Linked DNA regions of Sus scrofa: region 2 is linked to region 1. Evidence: chromatin contacts called from public promoter capture Hi-C data. All regions are on one chromosome and are shown on one strand. Each heading gives the region's core, a stretch centred on a gene start, on an enhancer-like site or on the middle of the called end of the contact. The rest is flanking DNA. Distances are from core to core; before and after follow the strand shown.

The links. Promoter capture Hi-C pulls out the DNA fragments that hold promoters and counts their contacts.
Region 2: a promoter capture Hi-C map of liver shows a contact between it and region 1, with 3 times the contacts expected there. The contact joins the enhancer-like site here to the promoter of PLPP3 in region 1. A contact is called at or near these places in 3 of 5 promoter capture datasets (fetal liver and liver), 5 of 47 Hi-C or Micro-C datasets (embryonic fibroblasts, liver, retroperitoneal adipose tissue and 1 more) and 1 of 2 datasets of contacts at active chromatin or transcription factors (skeletal muscle).

What each region holds. Positions count from the first base shown.
Region 1 is chr6:155,799,468-155,802,167 of Sscrofa11.1, forward strand. It overlaps PLPP3 (phospholipid phosphatase 3), which reads left to right and starts at 1,373. Exons shown (of 6, transcript XM_003127971.6): 1 at 1,373-2,140. The coding sequence starts at 2,002.
Region 2 is chr6:155,950,461-155,953,160 of Sscrofa11.1, forward strand. No RefSeq gene overlaps it. Among named protein-coding and RNA genes, the nearest start is that of PLPP3, 150 kb to the left of the region's middle. Within about 2 kb of position 1,436, at least 9 of the 83 cell types and tissues checked have an H3K27ac peak or open chromatin away from gene starts, as enhancers often do. A contact at or near this core is called in fetal liver, liver and skeletal muscle, where this site is marked.

The DNA of each region.
Region 1 (2,700 bases), core at 123-2,622:
TATTTGAAAGGAGAATGCTGTGTCTGATGGGCAGCTAGGTACCCTAGCTTCATCCAGAGCTGTCTTAGAGATTCAGTTACTCTTGCTTCCAGAAGACAGCAATTTTGCCTTCCTTTACCAGCCCACTTGTTCTACGCAGTCTGACTTGAGCTTCATTCAGCAGGCACCAAACTCTGTGTGCGGTACTGGGGAGAGGGTTTGGAGCTGATAATCTATAGAGCGGACTCATCTTTACTAACTATAACACCAAATCAGACTGTAATAGGTACTACAAGAGTGCTGCAAACCAAGTGCTGAAGGTGAAGTTAATTCTGTCCGGGGATCAAGAAAGGGCCCAGAGAGAAGGTGCTATTTCAGAGGATTCTAAAGCAAGAAAAGCATTTTGGTAGTTAGAGAAGGGATGGATGTGCAGAGACAGAGGGAGGCAGAGGCCAGGGTGTGGAGTGGGAAAGGACTATTGGAGAAAGGCCAAGTGGCTGGATCTAGGGATACTGAACCCTATAACAAGTCAGTAAAAAAAATCATGATCTAGAACATGATGGAAGATAGAAGGAAAGGTCCTTGCCTTGGAAATGTTTATGCTCTGTCTGGGGGAGAATTAATTCACATAGAAGACTGTGAAAGCACATGACAGCCTCTACTGCAAAGCGTTAGATTGCCCCCCAAGCTAGAGATATGCTAGCTCTGGGAGAGCTCTCCTGCTTCCCTGGACAGCTGCCCCCAACACTCAATACTGATACAAGCAGGCTGGGGGCCAGCCGAACTGGCAGGGATTTGGAGGGCTGGGAACTACAAGGAATAAAGTAAAGGTTAACACCTACACAGCATTTCCTATGTACCTAGCACGGTTCCAGGCGCGTCTATGGATTAGCTAATGACATCTTCATAATTACTCTATTTAGGAGAAAGTTATTATCTCCAGCTTACAGATGGGGAAACAGAGGCACCGAGCCACAGCCAGGATTCCAAGCCACAGGATCTAGTCCCAGAGCCAGTGCAGTCCTTTTCCTGTTCGGAGCCTCAGAATCTAGCCCAGTATCCAGTGCTGAGTGTTCAGATCTCAAAAAATAAACAAACAAACAAACAAAACAAACCCCCCCCAACAATTTATTTGAGTATTTTCAGGAGGAAACGATTCAAATCAAAACAAAGACTTGAAAGCCCCAAATATGTAAAGGAGGATAAAAGAGGAGAAACGCTTTTTTAGCTGTACAGCCTCAACGTTTGCCTGATCCAAGGCTGTTTCTTTTTATTTACATTTTTTTTTTCTCGTTTTGTGACAATTTAGTGTTTTTGAACGCTAGGGGCTCCCGGATTCTCTGGTTTGAAAGTAACTTTTCCTTTTAGGATTTTTTTTTTTTTTTTTTTTTGGAAGGGGGTGGGGGAAAATGTGGCCTTAATTATCCTACGTCTTAGGCTGCTTAAGGAAGGGGCTGTGCTTTCGGAATCCCTTCTGAGCCAAGTAAGGAGGTCCCTCTCTTTGCCTCTCTCTCTTTTTTAAAGGACCTCATGAAATAAAAGTGCCGAAAACAAACCCAGGCGATCACAGCGGCGGCGGCGGCGGCAGCAGCAGCAGCAGCAGCAGCAGCAGCAGCAGCAGGAGGAGGAGGAAAGTAGGAGTTGGGGCAGCGCTCCGAGGTGGCTGGGCTCCGCGCAGCTCCCATTCATTAAGCAACCAGCTGCGGAGGAAGGTGGCCGAGCGCCCGCGCTGCCCCCTCGCTGCTTTGCGCACGGACACGCCAGCTCCGCGCGTCCGGAGCAACGCAGCGCTGCAGAAGTTTCTGCTCGGGAGTTGACTCTCTTCCCCTTGGACTTTCGAACGATTCGGGGTTGAGACAGGAAAAGCGGAGGAGCACCAGGGAGCAGAAAGCACCACCGCCTGCCCTTGGAAGCGGGGCAGCGGGGCCGCACTCTCCCGCCGCGCCCGGAGAAGCCTCGGTCGGGAGGCGACCCCGGCGTCTGGGTGTGTGGCTGCAGTCGTGGGGCGTCTTGGCCAGCGCCATGCAAAACTACAAGTACGACAAGGCTATCGTCGCGGAGAGCAAGAACGGCGGCAGCCCGGCGCTCAATAACAACCCGAGGAAGGGCGGCAGCAAGCGGGTGCTGCTCATCTGCCTGGACCTCTTCTGCCTCTTCATGGGTGAGCCCAGCCCCTCTGTCCCCCCGGCCCTCAGCGCCCGTCCCAGCCCGGCCCGGGGCTGCGCGCGAAGCTCGGCGCTCGCTCCTGCGCGGGGCCCCGTCTCCCGGCCGCGCCGTGCTGCCCGTCCCGGGGGCCCCGCAGGCTTTTCCCCGCTCCCGGGTTCCCGCCCTCCCCGATCCTGCCGCCTCCCCGGCCTGTAAAGGAGTGTCGAGCGTGCTCTAGGCTTTCGCGGGCCACTTGGACACTCAATCTAAAAAGCTGCCTGCAGTTGGAAACGCAGGCAGAACCCCACGAAAGGTGAGGGCTTGTCCTCTTAGGAGAGGGAGGGGAAGTCGGTGGAACCAGGAGCCAGAGCCGGCGTAAAGCTGGTTGCCTTCCATCGAGTAAAACGGATCTCCTGGAGCGCCGGGCTCTTGCCTGGAGAGCGCTGCCTTCCCAGGGCCGAACGTAAACATCCAGCCTTTCCGCCGGGCTGCCTCGGCCCAGGACTTGCAAGCCGGCCTCTTCACTTGTTGCTCTCGTGAACGCCCTCCAGGGGTTGGGAGGGTGCTGTCTACCGG
Region 2 (2,700 bases), core at 186-2,685, 150 kb after region 1:
AATGTTATCCTCAAATTTGAGCTGAGGACATAGAAACACAGCCAGGCGGGCAGCTCCCCTAAATGCCACTCAGCAAGGAGCTGAGACTGGCGAGGCCAAATGGCAGGCACTTGCTACCATTGTATGGAGACCCAGGTGGGCTCCTCCGGTGTTCGACGAGACCCAGAGTATCTCCCACTCCTTCAAATGAGAAGCCCAAGAACAAACAGTTTGTTTTTCTAACACGCTCAGAGCCTCTGCTTTGTTTCTAACCTTTGATAAAGCCAGCAGCCCAAATCCCCTTTCCTGTGCCCCTCCTCCCGAGAAAGGGATGGCCAGCCATGTGTATTTTTCACTGGGGCTCTCACAAAGAATGCTGCATATAATATGAAACATGTGTCATGGTGTTTGCTGGAGGGCCCCACCCCATGCCCTTCCCTGCACTGTGGGAGCCTCCGGTGTGGGGGGATGGGAGGGGGTCGGAGCCCCAGACACCTAGAGCATTTCTCCCGGAACCGGAACTGCCCCCACCTGCAGGCAGAGCTGGTACCCAGCTCCATCATCCATCTCATCTCACTTCCCCATTGGAGACCTTGTCACCCCATGTTTGCGTTTCTGGCAATGTGTTGTGAGCCCGGCCTCAAACTCAGATGTGTGAATTTCAGCTGGAAACGTACATGGGCTGCGCTCAATAACATCTGTGGGGTAAATTATAGGGTGAATAGGGGATGAACCGCTCTTCCTCCCATCTCCCGGAAGTTGGCGCGCTGTGATATTGCTGAAGGAAAGAATAAGTGCTCTGTGATGGGGCTGTCACTATTTTTGCCATTCCCTTCTTAGGAGACAGGATTGTTGGGAGCCCTGGTCCTTGAACCGGGAGCAGGTGTTAGAATCACCTGTAGGCTCGTTAAAGCATAGATGGCTAGCCCCACCCCTCAGGGTGTATTTTTGCATCTTTAACACGTTCCTGGTGGATGAGATGCTGCTGCTTCAGGGGCGTGGGAGCTCAGATGGTCTTTTTCAAGTGGGGTGCGGATGGAGCCCAAGAGAAAAAAGAAACAGAAGAGAGAGTGACTGTCTGGTGGTGTGGTGTCTGATGGTGTCTCAAGGGCACAGGGATCAGCATAGACCAGAGCCACCAGGACGGGCCTCCTGGATGTGTGGTGGTGAAGGACGCAAGGGATTTGGAAAGTAAAAGGAAGGAGAGCTTTGGGCGCAGGCCGGTGCGGAGGCAGTGTTGAGATGAGACCAGCCTGCAGAGGGAGGGGGACGAAAACAACCTTCCTCATCAGGGTTGCCTGGAGTTTACACTCTCCAAACCCCCTGCACAGAGCCCAGACAGCCTGGCAGGGCAGGGGTCACCTTCCCATCTCCAAGGAGGAAACCAGCACAGGGGGTCATGGGAATTGAGGAAGGAGGGCCCAGGGCCACAAGCTTTGGCAGCTTATTCTCTTACAACGGGTTGACCTTTCCCCTGTTTGAAAGCTCTTTGCAGCTGCTTTCCCCAGGGTGAGCAATGCAGTCTAAGCCTTGGCAGGAATCATGGTTTCTCTCACCTGATTTTTTTTCTTGTTCCAGTTTGCACTTACAAATGTCATCAACACAGAAACCACTGTTGCCCTCCTTATGCCATTGGCTGGTGACTGTCTCCTCTTCCTGGTTCCTAAAACCTATGAGGGTCACCCCATAGCCCTGGAGAAGAGGAGGGAATGGAGAAATCTGGACTGCAAATTCACCCTGTATCAGCACCACGTTTGGCATGTTTATACAGGAGATCTCACTTAGCCTACAGAGCCCAGGGCATGTAGAGACAAGGTCGCTGAAGCTCATGCTGAGGGTAAAGCTCAGGCTCAAGGTTAAACCCCTAGCTTGAGCTCTTGTTGTTAGCTGGTGGAGCTGATATCCAACCTCCAATCTGTTTGAGTTCAGATGAGCCAAATAAATAGCTGGTTATAAAAGGCCAGAAACTGGAGCCTTACCTGATATCAGTGCATACTGGGAAAAGGTTTCCAGAACACCCTGTGCTGTTTTTGCAGGGTCACACCTTTGCACATGCTGGCCTCCTTTCCAAACTTTCCAGCCTCTCCTGCACTCAAGCTCCCCTTCATCCTTCAAGCAGCCCCATGATGCCTCTGAGGTCCCCCACCTGCAGAGGTGCCTCTCTTCCAAGTTCCCCTTTCTTGTATTTCTCCTTAACATGGAATTTAGCACCATCTATCATAATGGGTGTTTTCTTGGGCTTTTTTTCAACTGACTCTAAACTCAACTGCATATGTCTTTTTGAATTACAGTTTTCTCTGGATATACGCCCTGAAGTGAGATTGCTGGATCATATGGCAAATCTATTTTTAGTTTTTTGAGTATTCTCCATACTGTTTTCCATAGTGGCTGTACCAGTTTACATTTCCACCAGCAGTGTAGGAGGGTTCCCTTTTCTCCACATCCTGTCCAGCATTTATTATTTGTAGATTTTTAAAATGGTGGCTATTCCGACTGGAGTGAGGTGGTACCTCATTATAGTTTTGATTTGCGTTTCTCTAATAATTAGTGAGGGGGTTCCCGTTGTGGCTCAGTGGAAACAAAACTGGCTAGTATCCAAGAGGATGCAAATTTGATCCCTGTCCCCTTTCAGTGGATTAAGGATCTGGCGTTGCTGTGAGCTGCAATGAAGTTTGCAGATGCAGCTCAGATGTGGCGCTGTGGCTGTGGCTGTGGCTGTGG